2 separate regions of the Rattus norvegicus genome follow, and region 2 is linked to region 1. A link is a contact called in public Hi-C data. All regions are on one chromosome and are shown on one strand. The core of a region is the stretch at or near the end of the contact, and the rest is flanking DNA. Distances in the headings are between cores, read along the strand shown. Region 1 overlaps Tpi1l2 (triosephosphate isomerase 1 like 2). Region 2 holds the start of Lyrm4 (LYR motif containing 4).

Region 1 (6,779 bases), core at 1,662-4,161:
CCTGCTAACAATGCTGTCCACAGGGCCACAGGCAGCAATGAGTGCCTGTGTGCTGCAGCTAGCCTAAGACTAGGAACTCTTGAAGCTCTTGAACAGCAGTGGAGGGGCACAGGGAATGGCCTCCCACAAGCACTGTCTCCTTAGGCATTGGTGTGTTTTTTGGTGTGCCTGCCGCAAGACTTCCTGGCTCTCCCAACATGGACCCCCATTTCCCCTTCCTGTTACTGTTCAGAGGCAGGTTACCCCCTGCTCTGGAACACCATCCCCTAATCTGTTAACCTCATGGTGACCCAGCTGTCTGGTGAGTCCCTTCCCCCTTTGCGTGCTTATCCACCATCCACTGCTCCTGTACAAAGGCGTGAGGTATGTGTTAAAGAGGGCAACTGGATGCTATGCTCCCACCAATTTCCTGTGCCTGGACTGGGTATTGTATAAGGCAGAGTACTCTACATTGCAGTCAGTGATCTCTTGAGATAGCAGAAGGCCCGTGTGTGGGCAGGGCCTATGTCTTCTAGTGACCACTCAAAGTTTCTGTTATGTCTTCAATGGTTTTAATACAATTTTTGTTGAATAAATTTCAAGAATGTTTTGGCTAAAAAAAAAAAAAAAGATAAAGGACCCCATTTGATCAGTACCATTTTACCTCGATCTCCTCAAGTTGTGGAGCTGATACTGTTTTTCTCTTTTCTTGGTTAAAAATTGGCCATCTTTTTGCCTTTTTGTTGCATTTTCTGGGAAGCTTATGTGAAATGTTGTTTTTCAATCTTTCCTTGTTACTAGCATTTAAATTTTTTTGTGTTTTTCAATCTTCTGACTATTCCCTTTCAAATATATATATACATATATATATGTGTGTGTGTGTGTGTGTGTGTGTGTGTGTGTGTGTGTGAATGCATTCAGCATTTTTATTCATTCTTCAGAGAAGTTCTTTTGTACATTTTCTTAGGGGCTTCTTCTCCCCCACCCCGTTTACTTGCAGTCAGTAGTTCTACATTGCAGGTAAAAGCAGATGCACTGAGTTTGGAAAAGATAAAAAGGTTTGTTTGTTTTTCTCCTCCTCAGAAGTAAAAGAGAATAAAAAGACTAGACGATGACACAACTACTTTAAGGTAGAAGAGCCAACACTGAGGAAGCGAGAGTGTCTGGAAAGTGGGAGGGTTTGCTTCTGAAATAGCCAAGTATTGTACAGACAAAAAGCCAAAGAGGAGAAGACAACCGAGAAGATCTGCAGTGCAGGAATCAACACTGGCTCACAATTAAGCTGCATTGCGGACTCACCTGAATCTTAAGATGTGCAGCCAGCCCCTTCAGCGACCACAGGCCACCTTTTCTTCTTAGACTTGGGTGGGATGCAGGGAAAGGCAGAAAGGTGCTTGCAGCCAGATGTTGGCTAGAGGGGCAAAGGGTAGAGGGACACTGAGGACAGAAGCACAAAGGAGCTGGGAGCTGGCCTTTCTATCCAGACCTGGTGAAGGAAAGAAAAGAGGACTGACTAAGGTAGCCAGGGAGATGCTACTGAGGATGGATCCCTATATTTAGAGGTAGTGTGAAGTCTGTTCCTCAGGCTTGAAGGAATGGAAACTTAGAAGAATGTAAGCACACTCTGAACACACGAATAATTCTGCAGTTGAGTTCCGGAGGGAGAAACACCTCGGGAGGGGCTGTCAAGTGACCAACTTAGATCATATAAGGAGTCCTGCTTCAAGGCTGTCAAAGTCATTGGCTCTTTTAGGTTTAAATTCAATTAATTCTGCAACGGGGCGAAACAGAAGGTATTAGTTCTAGGAAGAACCCTTGCTTACTTGGTGATTCACTCGTGAATACAGCAAAACTCAAAACCCGAGGAATAATGCATCAGGCAATACTAGTTCCGTAGCCAGCCAGCATCCCTCCCCTCAAGAAAACATTGCAGACCATGACATCATTCCTTCTGGTCTCCCTACACCTGCTCGAGTCCCTCGATTTTACCACCAGATGGCGATGTTGGCCTAAGATCTAGCCCATTCTCTAGTCCTGGGGAAGCCTGACCTGAATATAAAACTTTCCTAATCACCACATTTGATTCCCCCGCAGAACAGCACAAAAAACGCTGCGGATTCCAAAGAGGCCAACATGGCATCTCACCACATTGTATGGTCCGCAGGCCAGACATTTGTGCTTATTAAAGTTTGATTGCAAGAAAACAACTTTAAAATGCAGAGTCCAGGAGCGCACCCCCTCCCGCGCTTAGTCCCGCTTCCCGCTCCCCACCCCCCACCCACAGTCCAGCAATCTCGGACGTGGAGCTTTCCTGCAGCCGCAGAGGCAGGGCTGGCAGTGTGGCGCGGAGGTGGCAAGCTCCAGGGACCCACGCAGCGTCTGTCTGTGCAGTGCCCAGATGGCAGGGGCTGGAGAGGCCTCCAGAAACCTGCGACTTAGTGGCATTTCCCCAACTCTGGTTCCTGTCATCCTCCCTGGCCACCCCAGTTCTGTAGCGTTGGCTCCTGGAGTTCTACCCCATCCAGAACTTCAGGAGGGAGCTTGGGGCCAGGAAAGGTTGGAGGTGGTGGCATGAAAGTAAGGCCTACTTAGGAGGACCAGTCGTCAGGGTTAGAATTTTTACAATTACAGGGGATCCCAGGTGCCCACCTAATTGGTATTGCTTCGAAAACAGGTCCTGCCTTGTGTAGGGCAGTGTGTACATACTTTAATACATGGGTAAGGTGGACGCAGGCGCCTGTTTACAGAGTGACCCTCTGGCTGGCTCCCAGTAGCTTGTACCAAAAGGTCGGAGAAGGATTGTCTTTGGTCCCCAGCAGCCAAACCTCGGTGGTCCCGTCTATGCCTCATAGGGATGTGTTCATGGTTCATGCACACAGCCCAGCGGTGCAGTGCTCCCTGCTGGCCTGCGCTGGGCCCCCTCGAAGCGGCCAGACGGTGTGACTCACAGCGGGCTTGCCCCCGCCGAGGTCATCCACTAGGCGCAGCTGGGCCGCGGAAAGAAAGAAGCTGATGAATTTTTCATCGCGATTCCCTTGGCTGTCGATCTGAAGGCAGTTTCTGGGGCAGCAGCCATTAAGGACCTGTCTGTGCCAAGGACAGCCCCTCCCCCACCTCTCTAATTACTGATAGACAGGAGACTCGGGTCCCAGGTCCCCTCCTCCTCCAGGGCGTTTCCTGGTCCTTTTGGCTTTGTTTGATTTCGAAGCCTTGGGCAAGTGGGGAAGAAGGCAGGGTGAGGAAAAGCGCCTATCTAGTTTAAGTTTAATAGCATGTGTAGACAACCTACCTGCCTGGGCTCTGCCTGGAAAAGGAGCACAAAGATGCTCACACCCTGACCTCCAGGAACTTGCAGGCCTCTGCCGGGATAGGCTAACAAAATGGACAGGAAACAGTCCAATGTGGGCCAAGGGCCAGGTTAGTTGGGCTGTGTATTAGTGAGACCCGGGTGCAGGGAGAGACGTGGGGAAAGGATAAGTTGAAAGGAAAGGAGTCCAACACCTGGGCACAGGAAGAGGAAGAATGAGGGCGGGGTCTAACTTTGAGTTCTGGAGGGGAACAGAGGCACAGGGGTGCAAGGTGTGTGCGTTCCTAGATCTACCCAACACATGAGTAGGCCTATCGCAGATCGGAAGCTGGTCTTTTTTTCTTAAGCCCTTCTTTTATAAAAATTTGGTACAGATATATCAGGGGAAATCACTATCAGATAAGAACACTGAGGGGCTTTTTGTTCCTGAGTGGGTGTGGGGGGAGGGGAGTGGGGGAAAGAGGGAGGGCTGTACCAGATCTTTTTATTACATGGATTGTTTTTGCATAACTAAGTTAAAAACACACACTTAAATATACTATGCATACTGTTATGTATGGAGATGATCTAGAAATACAGGTTTTTTTTAAAGGTAATGCACATATTCCTAAATTTGGGTGAAATAATTAAAAATATTCACCCAGAGTTACAATTTTGCTATATTTCCTTATACTTTTTCCTTAGTTTTTTCCTGTGCAGACTTCATTTCATTGAGACCATGTATTCTTTTTATTTTTTGTGAGCACAGTCATTCAATAAACACTGACAAATAGAGATCATAGCAGGAAAATTCCCTTAATCTTAAAGTGGAGCAGGGCATAGTGGCTCCTGACTGAAATGCCCACATCTAGAAGGTGGAGGGTGGGGAACAAGGCCTTAAAGGCAGTGTTCTAGGCAGATCCCAGCTATGTGTGGTTAAAGGCAGAGTTTCGGATCTGGCTGAGTGGTATATGACTCTGCCTGAAGAAAGGAAAAGGTGAAAACATCTCAAGGTACCTGAAGAGGTTTCTCAGTTCGCCTCCCAATGCGGAAGTGAAACAGCTGGTGGGAAGGAAGTTGTGAGATCCAGCACTCCCAGCATCCTCCTCTGCACCCTCTCCCCGCCTCCTCCCGCCCCCCAGAGTATCCTCACCCATACTCATCCCCTTACCAACCTTTTTTCCTCAGTGGCTGTGCCTGGGGTTCTAGGACTGTGCAATTCCTTGCCACCTTCTACTCTGAAAACCTGTGCAGAACCTGGTAGTTTATCGCATGCTTTCCCGTTGTTTTGCTCGGTTTAATTGAATTAATTTTAACACCTGTTATACCTGCTACAAAGATCAAAAAACTGAGCCTACATTAGAGTTTCCCTCTGAAACGTTAAGTGGCCAAATTAAAGACAGAGCAAAAGCTACAGATTTTTTTTTCCTTTTTAAAGAAAAGGTGTTATTTGTGAACCGCGAATGTTTGCTGTTTGTTAAATTAGCTTTCACATTTAAAGCCACCAGAAAGACATTTTTATCAAATAAGAGAATGTGCCACCTGCTTTATTTCTTGGGGGAAAAACAGAGAGGGAGGGCTTCCATTTCTGGCTCTGAAGGAGGAGAGCAGAAAAAGCCTTGTACTAAAAAACCAAAGGCTGAATTAAAAAAGTATGAACTAGTAGCTTGAGAGCATCAGAGAGCCGTCAAAGAAGCAGGGCTCTAGAGGGACCAGAATGGCAGAGGAAGGCAATGCATTCAAGTGAGTCCTTCAGAGCTCCTCTTGTGCCCTGGGAGCATTTGCTGAGTCATGCACAGGCCTCTGGGGTATAGACTCAAAACAGAATGACAGCTCCTTGCTTGTCTGCGTCAAAAAAATTGGAGTTCAGGATGCAAGGTTGCCAGGACTTGATGGACCATAAACACAGAGAGACAGAAACCAAAGGAAATGGAGTCTGTGTGCGATTTCTCTCCAAACCATTTCTCAGTCTTTAAGCTGTGCACGTGAAGAGTGAGATGCCAAGAAACCAAATAAAAGCAGCTGTCAAGAGGCTTAAAAGCTAAGCCAAGATGCTGGCGTGCTTATAGTTCTGGGTAGGCATAGCATACAGTTCTGGCTGCCGAGGACGAGGAACTTTATGAAGTCCTCATTGTCAGGTGAGCCCTGAAAAACCAGTCCATCAGAATAAGCATACACAGGTCTGCAGCTCTTATACCATATGCAATGTGGGCTGCAAGAGCCTCCACTCTGGCTGGGACACACACACACACACACACACACACACACACACTCTGCTGGTGTTATATATCCCTCTGCAATCACCCCCAGCTTTCCTGGAGGAAGATGACATATTTGAACACCACAGAAGGTATTATATTTAATCCATAGTATCTAATGCTGGACAAGTAATCCAGAGGGCCAGAGGCTTGTGATGTGGAATAGCGGGTAGTTGCTGCCTTGTCAGCTTGTGGTGCTTCCAATGGGGAATCATAAGATCTACCTCTTGAAACTGATGTGGCCCAAATGTGAGAGAGAGCCGGACCAAGCCATGTGAAGACCTGGCCAGAGAGGTTTAAGTGGAGGAGATGCTGGAGTCCTTCCATGTGACTCTGAAAGGAAACTTGCCCATCTTTGAGGCTGAGGGCATTTCAGTCAAAAGCCTTGCAATCTTTGGAAGATGGTTTGGCAATTTCTCACAAATACAAGCATGGCCTCACAATCCAACAGTCAAACTCTGTAGTAGGTTTGAACCCCAAGATGGTAAAAGCTTAAGTTCATGCAAGAAACAGTCATCCGACCGTTGATGCTGTCAGCAGGTTTAGTCTTACCTGCTCAAACGTGGAAGCAGTTAAGTTGCCCGTCAAGGAGTGAATGGATAAAATGGGGTTAAATGAAGGTAATGGCGTCACTCAGTGGTGAGAAGAACTGAGTTGAGAAGTCACGCAAAGACATAAAGAAGTCTTGAACAAGTCAAAGAAGCCAGTCTGAAAGGCCTCCAGACAGATGACATGATCTAAATATATGGAACTCTGGACAAGGTAAAAGAATGGGTACAGACAAAAGGACAGAGGTTTCTCAGGGTTAAGAGAGAGGGAGGCGTAAATTAGTGAAGTACAGATAATTTTTCTGGGCATTGCAATTATTCTGTGATGCGGTGCTGCAGTTGAACCAAGTCAAAGTCCATAGAACACACAACACTAAGAGTTGAAGTCTGTAGGCCCAAGGATGTTCTACTCTGGTGGCGTGTTGATAAAGTCCAAGGGGATACACAAATAGGAATCACATTCTTGGCTTCTTAAATTGAATGTTAGCTTGTGCCTTCCTTTCAGATTTTCTGTGAACCTAAAACTACTCTTCTTTTAAAAAAAAAAAGAAGTCCTGTTCATGGCTCATCAGTTAGAAAAATCCCACCAAAGCCTTTTCAGATGTATTTGGGAAGCACTCAGGAAATGCCCCGAGGGTCCAGCTGTATTCTGGCACAGAGATAGTTCTGCTGCTTAGATGACATTTTCCCCCAATCTCCTTTTCTCCA
Region 2 (6,779 bases), core at 2,897-5,396, 1.2 Mb after region 1:
GATTGTTTCACGTATACTGCTTAAGTGACAGAAAGCTGACACATGGAATCTTTGTCTCAAAAACTTCAGAAAGAGGGGTTGGGGATTTAGCTCAGTGGTAGAGCGCTTGCCTAGCAAGCGCAAGACCCTGGGTTCGGTCCCCAGCTCTGAAAAAAAAAAGAAAGAAAGAAAGAAAGAAAGAAAGAAAGAAAGAAAGCAAGCTTGCTTCAGAAAGAGAGTGTGCAACATGCTAAGCTTTCTCCAATAGCACTACTTCTAAACTTATGTTTCTCTGAAAATTACTATGATGATAATTTTCCCAATAAAGTTATCCTCATTAACCAAACCTAACTCTGTAGTACTGTCTGCCAATATTTCTGTAATCCACTTCACAAAAGGCTCGTATTACTTAAACATTATGAGTTAATTCAAGCTAACAAGTGCACACACATAACAAGTTTACAAGCTAAATTTCTTCTGCTGTGCTCAGCAAATAAACGTTTTGGTTAATACGTTATGAAATATTAAATCACATAAAAGTATTCACTGTGGTGGCAAAGGCATCATGCATGAACTCTATGCAGGGACTCTCTAGTTAATCAGAGTCTCCAGTATAATTTCAAAGACATAATATCCTACTGAGAAATCAGTTATTGTAATATCACAGACCTACAGGCTAAAGGTATAGATCGATGGGAGAATGCTGGCCTTGAATACACAGGGCCCTGGCTTTGATCCCCAGAAGTAGAAATAATGCAGACACTAAGTGTCAAGTACATTAAGACTCTGAGGTAGCATTTCTCCAGTAACTGACAAACATTAACAGGATCAGCACAGCAAAGCTCAAGTGTTTTCAGTAAACAACTGACAGGCACAAACAGGAAGTGAACACTCTTAGTCATCATTCAAAAGAGTCAATCACAAGTTCAAATTTATCTTTAGAAAGATTACTAAAATGGGATGTTAGTAAACTGACTAGTAAAGCCCAGTAAGAGAAAATAAGTCAATAGCTATTATTATTACAGCTAGTTTGATTAGTGCATCATTCTCATACACGTGACACACAAAAACATAACAGCTATCCTTCATATGTAGTAATAAAAAGAGGATGGTATTCTCTGTATATCTCTGGGTTCGAGGCCAGCCTGGTTGGTCTACAGAGTGAGTTACAGGTCAGCCAGGATACACAGAGAAACACTATCTCAGAAAAACAAGAGGAAGGGAGGGAGAGAGGGAGAGAGACAGAGACAGAGAAAGACAGCGAGAACACAAGAGAGACAGAGAGAGCAAGAGGGAGTGAGAGGAATCAATTCAATTTCAAATTCCTGAAGCTGGCACAGAAGACCATATGTATGAAGTATAAGAGCAAGCAGTACAGCTAGACAGGACACACGCTCAGCCAGCAGCCAGTAGGCCCATTTTCAACTGTCCAATCCCGGCTAAACCGTCTACTGTCTCAGCTTGCCTTTCCTTCGAGGTAAAAGCTGTCCCCTCACAGCTTGCAGAATAATTGCCTGAGATCACATGAGTGTTCAGATGACTTAGTGTCTTCTCACTGCATGCCCTTACCCTGAGCTCTGGAAGGAAAGAATCCATTCCCTACCATAGTCTTTAAGCTACGGTTTTATTCTCTCTAGCCTCAGGAGAGTCTCCCTTCCACTCTTTCCAAGATAAAAGGAATGCTTTCTCCTCTAAGAAAGCACCTCCACTTCCATGCCTCTAAATGTTCTGCTCCCAAGGCCCAGCTCAAATCTGAATCTTCAGAGCCAGCCTAAACATAACCTCCACCTTAATGGCCCTAATTCTCAGGGATCCAAGTTTCACCACCCTAGCAATATCCACTGGCAAGGGAACATAACCAGGAGGCAAGAACAGGTAGACCTCTAAGTTCAGCCTGATCTACAGAGCAAGTACTAAAACAGCTAAGATAGAAAAGAAAGGGGAAGGGGAGAGAGTTGAATAGCTTTAACTAATGTCATGCATATTACAGCCATTAATTTGAACAAAGAAAAACAAAATGGCATGAGAATCAGGCAACATATCCAAAACCAAACCAAGTAGGTGATAGATCTTAACAATGTGATCTGAAAGTGTTTACAGAAAATGTCATTGGCAACAACATAATCATCTACTCAATAGCTTACAAGTAGGTTATTGAAATGATTATAGGACCTCTTGAATAATGTTTAATCACTATGATTAAACTCTCATTAGTCGATTGTGTTCAATGCTAGTACCCAGTCCAAATCCATAGCCTCTGACAAATTTTACCTAACATTAAGAAGCTATCAGTTTCCTACTCTCAACTGCTCTTTTGCTGACAGAGCTACTGCCCAAACTATTTTAACTCTGAATATCCTATAAGCTGCAATTGATCACACAAAGATAAACCACGTAGATAAATTATTGTATACATTAGAAATTAACTCTTTTGTAATTTGGCATAAATTGCATACAGTAATTATCCTAGTTCACTTTCAAGATTAAAGTAAAATACATTAAAATGTATCCACCACTCTTTAATGACAAGTCAAAAAAATTAAAACTCTACATCCTTCTCACTCTGGTAATTCTGTCTATTTGTAACTTGCAATGTGTAATTTTTCCTCATGCCTTATACTTTATATCAACAGCAATCAATATGTTATTACCTCAAGAGACCACAGCTCAGCTCTGACTCTGTAATAACCTGAAAACCTACTTTACAGTTGTCAGCCACTTAAGACGTTCGTTGCAAATAAAACTCAATGAATCTCATTAAACTTGAGTCAATGACTGGACCAAACAAACAGAAGGGGAACAAAAGTGGGGCAAGTTATGTTTTCTTTATTTAAAAATTAAATTTAAAACTTAAAAATCTATTTTGACTAAGACAAAATCAAACAAGGGCTTAAGAGTGTTTCTAAAAGCACTGTGTCATGAATATCTTTGAATACCACTACATCAAGACTAGTAGATACACTTAGATTCAAGGACAACAGGTTGCAAACACACTAAAGTGCCCTGCATTAATGATCCTGAAAACACAAGTTGTTTCGAATAGAACATGCATCGTTTCAAAACTTGATACACTAAAACAAACGACAAGGCATGGTAAGTTGCCTTTAGAAATTACTCTTTGCTGTGTTTAGAGGCGGGGGATATGAAAGGAATGGATCATTGCAAGATCTTAATATAAAACAAGACCCAAAACTAACAAGTGCGTTCCAAACACAATAACCAGAATTATCGGAAACTTCTCTTCGCACAGTCCTAAAATCAAGGAACAAACCAAGAAACTTACTTTAGTAAGTTGGTTCCTAATAGCTAAATGCTGAGGAAAACCCTGTTCTTGTCTTGGGTCTGAAAGGATGCCTAAGAAACCCCCTAAAGTCCTAAGAGTTCCCTAATTAACCATGACATTTAAAGTCGAGACTTTTAGCTTTTTTTTACACACTGCTAAATTGTGTGCTCTTAATCAAAAAAGTAGTGCATGGTGTCCCACACATGTAATCCCAACACTGGGAAAGCTGCGACCAAGAACTCAAAGGCAGTCTGAACTACAAAACGAGACCCTGTCTCAAAAATTTAAAAAAAAAAGTGTAAGAAAAAAAGAAAAAAAAAACAAAAAATAGTGTAGCCCCTTCAATGAATATCCCGGAAATGGAAGTCACAGCCGATTGCAAAATGCATAACAGCAGGCGACCTGACACCTCAACTCTGCAGCAAGGCCAGCACTCACCCAGCCTACGCCGGGGAAACACAAACGCGGGTGTTTCGAAGTCCGCAACGCGGCCACACGTTCAATCGGTAGTCGCTGAGCTTAACCTCAAGCTACCCAGACACTGTGCGCGCTGGGCGCCGCCATCTTGACGGAAAGAGGCCCGGGCCCGAGGTCCCTTGTGCCGCTCGCCCAGAGAAAAGCCGGTGCTCCAGGAAGTCAATAACTAGTCACCTCTGCACCTCTGGCGCTGCGTCCCCCAACCAAGATGACACTTATAACCTCAGGCTTCCAACCAGGCCGAGTCAAATCAAAGTCACCCTCGCTGTCGCGCACAGCAGGTCAGGCAGTGACAAAGACAGCCGAATCGGGCAAGGGCGGAGCTAAGGGGTGCGCTTCGTCACCCAGGCAACCGGGCCTGGGCAGGTGTAGGGGGCGTGGTGTCCGGAGACAAAAGGGTCCAGGCCACGCCCCCAGGCGGTTCGGAAGGATAAGGAGGCTGTGAGCCACGGTGTTCGAGCCCGACTGTCCTCCGGAGGAGCGAGCCTGGGGCTGGACGGCTTGGCCTCCTGCCGGTGGGGCAGCCTGAGAGGAACGCAGAGGGTCCAAGTTACGGGCGCCTCCCCTTAGCTGCCCTCCGTCCTGCCTGCGGCGCCACCTCTCGCGCGGGGCGCGTGCCAGGCCGCAAGCCAGGCCGAGCCGCTGCTCCTGCCTTCCAGCGTGCTTTTTGCATCGTTTGACATTTCTGTTCAGTTAAACTTGGCACCTTTACGAAGAAGGACCTGTTTGGTTTTGTTGTTAGGTTTTGATTTTTTTTTTTTTTTCGTTTCCAACATGGCAGCCTCCAGCCGCGCACAAGTTTTAGATCTGTACCGGGCGATGATGAGAGAGAGCAAGCATTTCAGCGCCTACAATTACAGGTGACCCGGGGGGAAGGCCGGGAATCGGGTGCCCAACTCTGTTTGTGGGGGTCGCGGATCAGGCGGCCACAACCTTTGATAGTGACAGGCTCCACGTCTATGACACTCACGTGCAACTACCCACCCCCAGGTGTGACCCTCAGAGCCGGGGATGGGAGGAGCCAAGTACTTGCCCTTCAAGTCCTGGGACATCTTCCCTGAGCTGACACCCACGTAGGGGCTTTAGGACCATTGGTCTGTGCCTTGTTTCTGAGGTTCGAAGTGATGGACGCGAAGCTGAAGTGAGAAGTTAGGACAAGGAAACACAGCATACATGAAACTTGCCTTGAGATTACAAGAGTGGAAGCAGTCGGTCCAGACCACGTGGCCACAAAACTGAAGGCTTGCCCTACAGCCCCCTTTCATTTCACTGGTGTTTTAATTCCCGACTTTGGTTCCAAGTACCAGATGCTTTCTTATTAAAGGATGGTAGAGAGAGGCTACGTATACAAGGAGTGTTAAAGGTGAAATTTGTTGCTAAGCTTTTAAAAACTGAGTTCTTACTTGATCTTGCCTCGCCGAACTGAGATCTTCCTTCTAGATCCTAGAGTCTAGGACAAATCACAAGGGGACTAGAGCATCAATTCTTCAAAAACATTTAAATCTTGGGTGTAGTTTAAGTTATACATAAACACAAAAATTATGTTAATGAGGTAGTATGTGTGCACCACACTTTCATGCACTAAAGCTCGTACATTTTAACTCAGCCCGTTTGTCCATGCTTGGCCTGTTGTCCCACGTGTGTATGAACCCCTTATACTTGCCATGTGGTTCTGGTACACACCTTTCACCCCAGCACTGGGGAAGGAGACAGAGGCAGGTAGAACTCTGAAATTGAGGCCACCACGGACCACACAGAGAAACCCTGTCTCAAGAAACAGAACAATACACAAACAAGGACAACAACACTCAACCTTGAGTCCTTCACCTTCATAGTCTCTGCTTTGAAACTTCTGGCCCAACATTTCTGTAGAGCCTTTAGGGTTTTTCTGAGATTTGATGTCTTATTGATTAATTACCTAAATCCTTCGAGATTGAACCATACTCCTCAGAACAAGAATGTGATGAAACCAGGTCATTTTCCCCCAGTTAAATGAATGTTTGCAGTTACTTCCCAAGTGTTTCAGTTACTTAACAAGCATTATGCCCATGGGTGACTGACTAGGCTATGGGCTGGGGGTCTCTTCGGTTAACTCCTGAAACAGACCTGGTTCTAGGGTGCACCCTTCTCTAGGGATTGAGCTGCCGGGCCCTGTGGTAGGCAGGCTATGCACAACTTTAGCCTGTAGACAGATCGACCAACCTTTCCAACAGTAATTCATATTTCAGAAACACGCTGAGAAAATATAGTTGTCATATCAACTGAGGACAGCACATGGGTTAGACAAGTGACCTCATACCACTAAGCACGGGGTTAAATGAAACATGGTTTTGTGTGATGGTGTTGGCTTTGGAGGAACAGGGGCATAAGCGCTAAACCGCCTGGAGGAAGTCTCCATAAATATCTGTTGTCACTTGCTTACCAGTGATGGACCACAGGAGACTTGGAAGTAAATGCTCGGAGTGGTCCTTACACTCTAGAAGACGTCTGTCTCAAAAATAAAAAGGCACTGAATAAACGAGGACTAAGCAGAAGCTCACACTGGGGGACACATCTGGAAACAAGTTATATAAAACACAGGTAGCAGCCCTCACAGGATATGGAACCTTGGAGTTACTGAGACTCTAGGATTCAGTTTTCCTGGTGGTAAAACTAATTCACTGGACTAGACAGCCTCTTAAGGGCCCTTTCATTTCTAAATTTCCATCTGGAAGTGACTTAAGAGCCAGCACACCTAAAGTTTTCCTAAACTGTAGGAGTAAACAGAAAAACCTAGGCTGTGCCTAACAGAAACTAGAGAATGAGCTTCAGCACAGCAACTATATGCTGATAGGCTCTTAGTCTGTGCCTCACACCGATGTATTTTCCACAGGAATCTGGTGGTCACTTTTTCCAGATATCCAAAACCTGACAACCCTGCCAGCATTATGTCCCAAGAAAGTAGAACTTGCTTCGTGTAAAATAAGTCTGCCTTTACAACGCCCCCATAGAATTCAAAGATACCCTGTCCCTCTTCTCTCAGCCCACCAAAGTCATTCAC

Evidence for each region. Hi-C and Micro-C count contacts between places; a contact is called where the count stands out from the background.
Region 2: a Hi-C map of the A7r5 cell line shows a contact between it and region 1, with 3 times the contacts expected there. The contact joins the promoter of Lyrm4 here to the enhancer-like site in region 1. A contact is called at or near these places in 2 of 12 Hi-C or Micro-C datasets (the A7r5 cell line and frontal cortex).

What each region holds. Positions count from the first base shown.
Region 1 is chr17:27,723,795-27,730,573 of GRCr8, forward strand. All of the region lies in intron 1 of Tpi1l2 (triosephosphate isomerase 1 like 2), which reads right to left. Among named protein-coding and RNA genes, the nearest start is that of Ly86, 34 kb to the left of the region's middle. Within about 2 kb of position 2,912, at least 26 of the 93 cell types and tissues checked have an H3K27ac peak or open chromatin away from gene starts, as enhancers often do.
Region 2 is chr17:28,947,766-28,954,544 of GRCr8, forward strand. Lyrm4 (LYR motif containing 4) reads left to right here and starts at 4,147. Exons shown (of 3, transcript NM_001400908.1): 1 at 4,147-4,599. The coding sequence starts at 4,514. It overlaps Fars2 (phenylalanyl-tRNA synthetase 2, mitochondrial), which reads right to left and starts at 3,786. Exons shown (of 9, transcript NM_001013139.1): 1 at 3,701-3,786.